Linked DNA regions of Macaca mulatta: region 1 is linked to region 2. A link is a contact called in public Hi-C data. All regions are on one chromosome and are shown on one strand. Each heading gives the region's core, a stretch centred on a gene start, on an enhancer-like site or on the middle of the called end of the contact. The rest is flanking DNA. Distances are from core to core; before and after follow the strand shown.

Region 1 (5,478 bases), core at 1,066-3,565, 71 kb after region 2:
TTTCACTGTGTTGGTCAGGCTGGTCTCGAACTCCTGTCCTTAGGTGATCCACCCGCCTTGGGACCCCAAAGTGCTGGGATTACAGGCGTGAGCCATTACAACATCTTGCCTGAACCTGCTGTGATTGGAAGGACTGCCCGGGGAAAAAAACAAAACAAAACAAAACAAAAAAAAAAAACCCACTTCAAATAGACCCCCATGTGGGAGGACTTGAGACTTCCATGGTCCCTGATCTAAGACATCAATAAATAATTCAGACTGGGTACTTTTTACACATTTTTGGACCCTTTCTGAGGACCTTCTGCACAAACCTAGGAGGTAGGTTATCATTATCCCCACTCTGCAGATGCCTCCAAAGCCCTCTGCCTTTTACCTATCTCCTTTATCACCTCTTCATCTCTTGGTTCAATGTGTATTTAATGAGCACCTACTGTGTGTCAGGCACCATTTTAGACTTTGGGGATGAAGTAGTGACACTGGCTTTCTCGGGGATCTCTTAGAGTGAAGAGTGAAGAAGAGACAGTGTGTCACAGTGACATGGGCGAAACTGGAGTACCCGTTAGGGAGCTGTTAACAATGAAGAACGTGAAAAGCAGTTGCCATGTGGAGAAATGAAGCTGATTAAACAAAGGGAGACAGGGAGGGCATCTAAGAGGACCCCGCCACCCCACATCAGAGGCTGGGCAGGCAGGAGGTGCAGGGCAGCGTCCGGAGGAGTGGAGGAGTGAAGTCGTGACACTATCTTAGATAGTGACATTGAACTGAATGATGCAAAAAAATCTGCCTTGAGAAGGTGTGGCAAAAAACCAGAAGTCCCAACATTACCAGGAATCTTCCTACTTCCACCCTTTTGCCCATTCTTTTTCCTCTGCTGGAAATGCCTTTCCCCAGCTAACAAACTCCTACTTATCCTTCAAAGCCCAATTCCAATACCCGCTTCTCCTAGGAAAGCTTTCCAGTCTGATCTCCAGGCAGAATCCGCAACACCCTTCTCTGGGCTCCCACAGACTGGGGTCCCTCGCTCTACTCCACAGGTGGCCAAAAAATGAATGAGGAGGTCGGCCACAGCAGGCTGGAAGCTCTTCAAGGCCAAGATCCAGGCTAAGTCCTCTCTGGGACCCCTCTTCCAAGATGAGCTGTGGGAACACTGCAGCTTTTTTTTTTTTTCTTTTTTTTTGAGACAGAGTCTCGCTCTGCCGCCCAGGCTGGAGTGCAGGGGCACGATCTCGGCTCACTGCAAGCTCCACCTCCGGGGTTTACACCATTCTCCTGCCTCCGCCTCCTGAGTAGCTGGGACTACAGGTGCCCATCACCTTGCCTGGATAATTTTTTGTATTTTTAGTAGAGACGGGGTTTCACCGGGTTAGCCAGGATGGTTTTGATCTCATGACCTCGTGATCCTCCCGCCTCGGCCTCCCCAAGTGCTAGGATTACAGGCGTGAGCCACCGTGCCCAACCCTGCAGCTATTTTTAAAATAAGGAATAAGTGGGGTGTGGTGGCTTACGCCTGTAGTCCCAGCACTTTGGGAGGCCAAGGTGGGAGGATCACTTGAGGCCAGGAGTTTGAGACCAGCCTGGGTGACATAGTAACACTCTATCTCTAATATATATATATTTGCCAGATGTGGTAGTGCACAGCTGTAGTCCCAGCTACTCTGGAGAGCAAGGTGGGAGGGAGGGTCACTTGGGCCCAGAAATTTGAGGCTGCATTGAGCTAGGATGGCGCCACTGCACTCCAGCCTGGGCCACAGAGTGAGACTCTCTCTCAAAAAAAATAAAAATAAATAAAATAAAGCAGAAACAGTAGAAAACGAGGCCAGGCGCAGTGGCTCATGCCTGTAACCCCAGCACTTTGGGAGGCCAAGGTGGGAGGATCACAAGCTCAGGAGTTCAAGACCAGCCTGGCCAACATGGTGAAACCCCGTCTCTACTAAAAATACAAAAATTAGCCGGGTGTGGTGGTGTGTGCCTATAATCCCAGCTATTGGGGCAGCTGAGCCAGGAGAATGGCTTGAATCCAGCAGGCAGAGGTTGCAGTGAGCCAAGATCGTGCCACCGCACTCCAGCCCGGGTGACAGAGCAAGACTTCGTCTCAAAAAAAGAGAAAAAAGAAAACGAAGACGAATTCGTCGGTAAGGGGACTCGAACTGTAGACTCTAAAGCTTCTCCAGCCCCGCCCACTCTATTTACTTCACTGGCTCCTCCCTTTCAGGTTCCGATCCTAGCCCCGCCCCATCCTTAACGGCGCCCGCCCACACTCCCGGAAGTGGGCGGCCTAGCGAGCGCGCTCCTAGACGCAAAGCACGCCGGAAGTTGTAGTTCCGCCATCGGACGGAAGCCGACCGGGACGTGTGGAGGGATGTGGCCCGCAATATTAGTGGGGGGGGCCCGGGTGGCGGCATGCAGGTACCCCGCGCTGGGGCCTCGCCTCGCCGCTCACTTTCCAGCGCAGCGACCGCCGCAGCGGACACCCCAAAACGGCCTGGCCCTGCAGCGGAGCCTGCACGCGACGGCGGCCCGGGCTCTCCCGCTCATTCCCATCGTGGTGGAGCAGACGGTACGGCGGCCGGGCGGGGACACGGCCCGGGGGCTCCGGGCTGGGTGAGGATCGGGGGGCTGCCCGCGACCCCTCACCTACATCTTTCTACCCTCAGGGTCGCGGCGAGCGCGCCTATGACATCTACTCGCGGCTGCTGCGGGAGCGCATCGTGTGCGTCATGGGCCCGGTGAGCGCGCCGGGACCCTCCCCAGGACTCTCCCAAGCGCCTGCCCAGACCCCCTGCGCCCCTCCTTCCCTGGCCCCAGACTTTCTTTCCCCAGGCTCCGCTCCCCTTCCAACCCCCTTCCCTCTCCTTCTGACTCCCCTCTTGGCTCCCGGTCTCCCCACCCGCTCCTCACCTCTTCCCCTCTGCTCCTCGCCTCTTGAGCTCCCACTGCCTTCCTGACACCTGGCACCGCTCTCCTCAATCCTAGGCGCAAGACTCTTCGCAGGTGTTCTGACCCTTTCCTTTCCTGTGTCCTGAGCCCCGCCTGGGTCCTAGCCACTACTCTCTCCCCATCCGCTTCTGGGTCCTAAATTCTTCCCCACCCCTTTTATTTGGGCCCTGGTCCCCCTTCCTGGTTCTCTGACCCATCCCCCGCAGCCTTAAAACTCTCTCCCCACCCCGAATCTGGGAACACCCCTGCCCTCTCCACCTGCAGATCGATGACAGCGTTGCCAGCCTTGTTATCGCACAGCTCCTCTTCCTGCAGTCCGAGAGCAACAAGAAGCCCATCCACATGTACATCAACAGCCCTGGTGAGCAAGCAGGGGCTTTCCTAGGTGCCAGGGGCGCTCGTCAGGGCGCACGGGTGACTCAGGGGACCAGAATCCCGGGTCAGGGATGTTCTCTCTCTGGGAAAGGGTGCAGAGCGTCAGAGTTCCAGAAGTGGCTTGAAACCGCCAAAAGGTGCCTGTTGCTGGCTTTTGAGCCTCGGTTCACAAGTCAGGATGTGGCCTCTTTGATCCTGCACATACTGTTCTGCCAACCTGACCCGGCTAACATTTAAAAATTGTAGATTTAAAAAAAAAAAGGCCGGGCGCGGTGGCTCAAGCCTGTAATCCCAGCACTTTGGGAGGCCGAGACCGGCGGATCACGAGGTCAGGAGATCGAGACCATCCTGGCTAACACGGTGAAACCCCGTCTCTACTAAAAAATACAAAAAACTAGCCGGGTATGGTGGCGGGTGCCTGTAGTCCCAGCTACTTGGGAGGCTGAGGCAGGAGAATGGCGTGAACCCGGGAGGCGGAGCTTGCAGTGAGCTGAGATCCGGCCACTGCACTCCAGCCCGGGCGGCAGAGCGAGACTCCGTCTCAAAAAAAAAAAAAAGGCCGGGCGCGGTGGCTCAAGCCTGTAATCCCAGCACTTTGGGAGGCCGAGACGGGCGGATCACGAGGTCAGGAGATCAAGATCATCTTGGCTAACACGGTGAAACCCCGTCTCTACTAAAAAATACAAAAAACTAGCCGGGCGAGGTGGCTGGCGCCTGTAGTCCCAGCTACTCGGGAGGCTGAGGCAGGAGAATGGCGGGAACCCGGGAGGCAGAGCTTGCAGTGAGCCGAGATCCGGCCACTGCACTCCAACCTTGGCGACATAGCGAGACTCTGTCTCAAAAAAAAAAAAAAAAAAAAAAATGTAGATTTTAGCCCGGGCACGATAGCTCTCACCCGTAATCCCAACACTTTGGGAGGCTGAGGTGGGCGAATTGCTTGAGCTCAGGAGTTCAAGACCAGCCTGAGTAACATAGTGAGACCCCATCTCTACAAAAAAAGTACAAAGATGTGGCGCATGCCTGTAGTCCCAGCAGCTCGGGAGGCTGAGTGAGAAGGATCACTTGAGCCCAGGAGGTCGGGGGCTGTAGTGAGCCCGTCTCAAATATAATAATAATAATTGGTAGATTTTTCCCCTCCCCCAAAAAAGTGGTCAGTTTGGATTGACCACTTACAATTGAGGCTTTTTTTTTTTTTTTTTTTTTTTGAGATGGAGTCTCGCTCTGTCACCGAGGCTGGAGTGCAGTGTCGCAGTCTCAGCTCACTGCAACCTCTGCCTCCTGGGTTCAAGCGATTCTCCAGCTTCAGCCTCCCAAGTAGCTGGGAATTACAGGCATGTGTCACCATGCCCATCAAATTTTTTGTATTTAGTAGAGATGAGGTTTCACCATGTTGGTCAGGCTGGTCTCGAACTCCTGAGCTCAAGTGATCCACCCACCTCAGCCTCCCAAAGTGCTGGGATTACAGGCATGAGCCACTACGCCTGGCCTGATTTCTAGTTTCTCTTGGAAATTTAGTAGATCTGGTCCCGTGGGTCCACTGGCACATGTGGCAAGAGTCAGTACACTGTAAAGCAAGCACTCTCCCTTTTGCCTGCACCTGGCCTGTGTCACCTGTTTTTGTCACCTGCCAACCCCTGGAAGCATTTGTGTTGGTGAACCCTGCTTTAAAGAGCTGCTTCTAGGCCGGGTGCGGTGGCTCACGCTTGTAATTCCAGCACTTTGGGAGGCCAAAGAGGGCTGATCACTTGAGGTTAGGAGTTTGAGAGCAGCCTGGCCAACATGGTGAAATCCCATCTCTACTAAAAATACAAAAATTGGCCGGGCACAGTGGCTCACGCCTGTAATCCCAGCACTTTGGGAGGCCGAGGCAGGCAGATCACGAGGTCAGGAGATCAAGACCATCCTGGTTGACATGGTGAAACCCCGTCTCTACTAAAAATACAAAAAAATTAGCCGGGCATGGTGGTGGGTACCTGTAGTCCCGGCTACTTGGGAGGCTGAGGCAGGAGAATGGAATGAATCCGGGAGGCAGAGCTTGCAGTGAGCCGAGATCGCGCCACTGCACTCCAGCCTGGGCAACACAGCCAGACTCCGTCTCAAAAAGAAAAAAAAATTAGCCGAGCGTGGTGGCGTACTTGTAATCCAGCTACTCGGGAGGCTAAGGCG
Region 2 (5,056 bases), core at 2,074-4,573:
CCTTGTCACGTCCCAGTCCCCTCCCCCGGCCCCAGCCCAGGAAACAAACCACACTCCTTCCAGACATAACCCTTAAGTGAGCAGGGAACTCGCTCATCCCCCTGCCAAAAAAAATACAAATACCACAGACAACACCAGCACAGACTTGGGGCGGAGGGGGAATCAAACATGCGGGTTACGGTTGGGGCAAAGAGAACAAGAAAGGCGTTTTCCTGGCCATGGGGAAAAGATGTCAATGTTGAGAAGCTGGGAGCCCAGAGCACAGCGGGAAATCCTGCTCTTAGAGGGGGTCTGAAAGTCCTAGAAAGTAACAGAGGAAAGCAGAAAGAGAACCAAAGCTTCCCAAAGCCAGCGACTGGGTGGAAAGCTGTGCTGTTTCCCACTATACCGAGGCACTAACGTTTTGTGGCATCGGGGGCTAGTGGGAGCGGAGGCCCAGGTTCTGCTGGATTCAAAGCATTTTCCCTGTGCCAAGAGTCCCTCAGGGACACTGACCGCCAACTCATCTGCTTGGGTAAAAGATACCATTCTCTCCTGTTTCTCCAGGGGCCTCCTGCTCTGTGAGGAACGGACAGAGAGCCCTTGGGCCTCTCTCAAACTTGCATGAAGGCTTTGCTGGGGAAGGAGAATCAGACTTTGGGTCCAAACACACTTCCCTCTGGGAGCCGCTTCCCTTGCAAATACTTCTGCAAGGAGGGAGACCATCGCCATGGATGGAACTTTCTGCGATGATGGAAATGCCTCTGCACTGCCCGACACAGTCGTCAGTAGCTCAGTAATGGTGGTTACTGAGCACTTAAAACGTGGCTGGTGAGATGGAGGAACTGAAGTTGTCATTCGAGTTAGTTTAAATGTAAATCAGCCACAGATGCTGGTCACTGTGGTACCGGGCAGTGCAAAGCCAGCTCTCTCCCACGCCTGTCTACCTGAGCGAGACCTTTCTCTCTCTCCGTCGCAGACCAGGAATGCCACCCATTTCCACCACCCCACTTACATAAGTGACAGCCACCCAGACCTCCGGGGTCCCACACATCACAAGGGGAACAGACACGCTTCAGCCTAGGACATCTCCGCCGGGGACTAAGGAAGGAGGGCAGGGGCCATACCCTACGCCTCTGTGTGCCCAACGGGACTTGCCTGGAGTCAGGCTTCATTGAAAGTGGACACTAAAGGTACATTTCATTTGGGCTTTTAACTCGATACCAGATTGGAAGCAACAAGCTCTGTCTCTTCAACGGAAATCAACTCACACCATGCCGTGGAAATCCACCGATCAACTGCTGCAAACTCTTCCTTACCTCTTAAGAGGAAGGCAGCAACACCCAAATCAGACGGGAAGCCACTGGAACTGGGTACCAGAAGCATGAGCCACCTGTCTCCATGACCCTGTGCCACAGGCGCCCAGATGGGCAGGAGGGAGGTTCCCTGCCCCCCACCCATGAAACCACACAGCCAGACAGTGCCACCTTAGTGGCGCCAGCAGCCAGGGACGCCCCAACCTGCCCTTTCTAACGGCGGAGATTTCGGCTGCCACCCCCACAGCCCCACGACACCTTTCCTGGCCTGGCGCCCCTGAAAGCCAGGGCAGCCGGGGAGGAGGAACAAATGATCCCATGTTGGGGGCCAGCAATGGTTCTGGACTTGAGGAAGAGGGGTACGGGCTTGGGTATTGAAGAGGCAGCGTAGAGTTGGGTAAAGGGGGTACCAGCGTGCAGGAAGACCTTGTGTTTATGAGAAGCAACACAGACCAATGGGGAGGGGCCGTCCGGAGCGTTTCGGGAGGCTGGGGAACCCACCCACCCTGGGTTTCAACTGAGACTCTTAAGACCCTGGGGGCAAAAAAAAAAAAAAACAGAAAATGAGGTGGAAGAAGGGAGAGGGTAGTGGCTGAGACATCAGGACTGATCAGGCTGAGGGGCGTTAGATGAAGTGGGAGATCCTGAAGGCAAAGGTTGTGCAGGAGACTGTGGGACTGTGTCATGACAAACCAGCCTGGGAGGGAGATGTGGACTGGGGTGAAATGTGGGGAAGCCTAAATCAGGATGCCACGGACGGAGACGGCCCAAGCTGAGGGCAACAGCAGGCAATCAGTGACTCAAAGGTCTGGGGCATCCAGATCAGAGAAGCAACTGCTCCTGGTCCTGGTCTCAGGGCAGAGGGTCTGAAGGTGAAACAGACAGCCCCACCAGGTCTAAGGCAGAATGACCAGGGCCTGAAACTAGAAGGGGGCTGAGGCGGCAGGGTGGGTCAAAGAAGTCTGAAAAAGCAAGTACAAAGAGAGGGGACACTCCAAACAGGCCTGAGTCCCTGCAGCAAAAGACAGAAGGCCAGGGTCCTAGGGAGTCTGAGGAGCTCAGGCCAGGGCTGGGGTTGAAGGAGAAAGGGTTGCTCTGGCTGCAGCCGGGGCAGGAACAGAGGGGAGAGAAGGCTCAGGCCCAGGTAGGGGGTGGGTGGAAATAAATCTTAGGCTAGGCCTGGGTTCAAGGAAGAGAGACGCTGCAGAGCAGGGTCTCAGGGGGCCGGGGACGCCTCATCTCTGAGCTGAGGTTGAAGGGAGGACAGGCAGCAGGTTGGGGACTCAGGGAGTCTGAGGCGACTCCGGGCCAAGGGTCCAGACAGGAAAGGAGACAGTGACTGGCCCTGGACCCAGAGAGGAAAAGGTCTACAGGGCAGATCCCAGGGGTCCCGGGAGGGGTCTGGACAGGGCCGAGATCCCAGAAAGTGCCTGGAAGGAGCTCTGGACCAGGCTGAAGTCCCGAGAGCTGTCTTGAGGTCCCTAAGCCGGACTGGGGTCCCCAGGGGCGTCCCAGGTGGATGCAGATCGGACTGGGGTTCCGAAGGGTCTCCCGGGGGGCTCCGAGCCAGGCTGGGGGGTCACCAGGGGCGTCCCAGGGGGCTCCGGACCTGGCCCAGGTCCCGAAGGGGGTCCGAGGCGCCCTGGCCGGGCCGGGGTCGCGGATGGGGGAGGGGCGCCCCCGCCCCACATAAAGGCCCGGGGAGCAGCGGGCGCGCACAAAGCGAGCAGGCGGGCGCGGAGCGGGGAGGCCGGGACCGGGGAGGGCCGGGCGGGCCGGCGGGCGGGAGGGGGCCGGGCGGGCTGCGCTGGGGCGGCGCGGCCGCTCCTCACCTGATTGTCCATGGCTGGCGCCCCGCCCCGCCCCCGGGCCCCGCGTCGCTCGCCGCCGCCGCCGCCGCCGCCGCCGCTCAACGCCGCCCCGCCGCCCTCATTGTCTGTCAAGCGCCGCCGCCGCCGCCGCCGATCCCGGCCGCCCGCTCGCCCGCCAGCCCCGCGGAACCGGAAACCACCGCCAGCCCGGGTCGCGCACCGATCACGGGCCCCCGCCGCCGACTAGGGCCCGCCGCATCGACTGACAGCCACCTGGGCCAATCGACGGCGCGGACGGCCGCTCGTGGCGCGGGACTTCCTGCCTGGCGAGGGCCTGCCGAGCTGCGGTCGGAGGGACGAAGCCCGCAGCCAATGGGAGGCCAGGACCGGAGGGGCGGGAGGAGGGAGGGAGGGAGGCGCGAGGCGAGCCTGGCGGAGGGGAGCGCGAGGTGTGCGCCGCACGTGGAGGGGGGCGGGGGCGGGACGGGCGCTCCGCGCCTGCGCGCTGTGGCCCGCAGGGGGCGCTGCCTCGTGGCTGGAGCCTCCAGGGCGGGAGCGTTCAGGGGCTGCAACTGAGGTTACTGGTTCGAGCCCTGGGGAGGGATCCCCAAGGGCCCCCGGTAGGTACACTTTTGTTTCCTGACCGCATGATGCTGCTATGTGACGGAATGAGCCCTGGGTTCTGGAACTGGAGATTAATTTTTTTTTTTTTTTTTTTGAGACACGGTCTCGCTCTGTCACCCAGGCTGGAGTGTAGTGGCACGATCTCCGCTCACTGCAACCTCCGCCTCCCAGGTTCAAGAGATTCTACTGCCTCAGCCTCCCGAGTAGTTGGGATTACAGGCGCTCGCCATTACATCTCACTAATTTTTGTATTTTTAGTAGAGACGGGGTTTTGCCATGTTGGCCAGGCTGGTCTCGAACTCCTGACCTCAAGTGATCCACCTGCCTCAACCTCCCAAAGTGGAGATTAATTTTCTAATCCTGCATAATCCTTGGCAAACCTGGTCAGCCCCTTCTTCACCTTTCCCTGAGTCTCAGTTTGCACATCTATAAAATAGGTTGAAGAACAGTACTGTGTGATTCTTCCTGCTAATTTGAATGATACAAATTTGAAACATTCAGACGACCCAAGAGAGTCACATGTTTTCAGTTAGACAGGAAGAGTAAGTTCTGGCGATCTATCACACAACAAGGTGACTACATAATAATGTTATTTTATATTTTAAAATTGCTAAAAGTGGTCAGATGTGGTGGCTCACACCTGTAATCCCCACACTTTGGGAGACTGACTGGGGTGGATCACCTGAGGTCAGGAGTTCAAGACCAGCCTGGCCAACATGGTGAAATCCCATCTCTACTAAAAAAATACAAAAATTAGCCAGGCGTGGTGGTGTGTGCCTGTAATTCTAGCTGCTCAGGAGGCTGAGGCAGCAGAATCGCTTGAATCAGGGAGGCAGAGGTTGCAGTGAGCTGAGATCACACCACTGCACTCCAGCCTGAGTGACAGAGCAAGACTCTGTCTCAAAAAAGAGAAAAAAAGAAAAAAGAAATGCTAAAAGTGAATTTTGAATGTTCTTACCGTAAATAATTGATAAGTATATGTGCTGATGGATATGTTAATTAGCCTGATTTGTTTATTCCGTAATGTATACATGTATCAAAGCATCAAGGTGTACCCCATACATACATACAGTTATTATTTGTCAATAAAGATTTTTTTTTGAAATGAGGTCTCTGCTGGAGTGCAGTGGCACAATCATGGCGTGCTGTAACCTAGAACTCCTGGGCTCAAACAATTCTCCCACCTCAGCCTCTCAAGCAATTAGGACTGACTGCAGGCTTATGTCACCACACCCGGCTAGTTTGGTTGGTTATTTATTTATTTATTTATTTATTTATAGAAAGAGAGGTCTCACTGTATTGCCCAGGCTGGTCTCCAACTCCTGG

The links. A called contact is a pair of places that touch in the nucleus more often than the background predicts.
Region 1: a Hi-C map of fetal cortex germinal zone shows a contact between it and region 2, with 2.3 times the contacts expected there. The contact joins the promoter of CLPP here to the promoter of MLLT1 in region 2. A contact is called at or near these places in 2 of 14 Hi-C or Micro-C datasets (fetal cortex germinal zone and fetal cortical plate).

What each region holds. Positions count from the first base shown.
Region 1 is chr19:7,235,677-7,241,154 of T2T-MMU8v2.0, forward strand. CLPP (caseinolytic mitochondrial matrix peptidase proteolytic subunit) reads left to right here and starts at 2,316. Exons shown (of 6, transcript XM_077979614.1): 1 at 2,316-2,557; 2 at 2,655-2,726; 3 at 3,202-3,298. The coding sequence starts at 2,360. It overlaps ACER1 (alkaline ceramidase 1), which reads right to left and starts at 3,142. Exons shown (of 8, transcript XM_028839864.2): 1 at 2,899-3,142.
Region 2 is chr19:7,163,396-7,168,451 of T2T-MMU8v2.0, forward strand. It overlaps MLLT1 (MLLT1 super elongation complex subunit), which reads right to left and starts at 3,324. Exons shown (of 11, transcript XM_015122622.3): 1 at 3,128-3,324. The coding sequence starts at 3,139.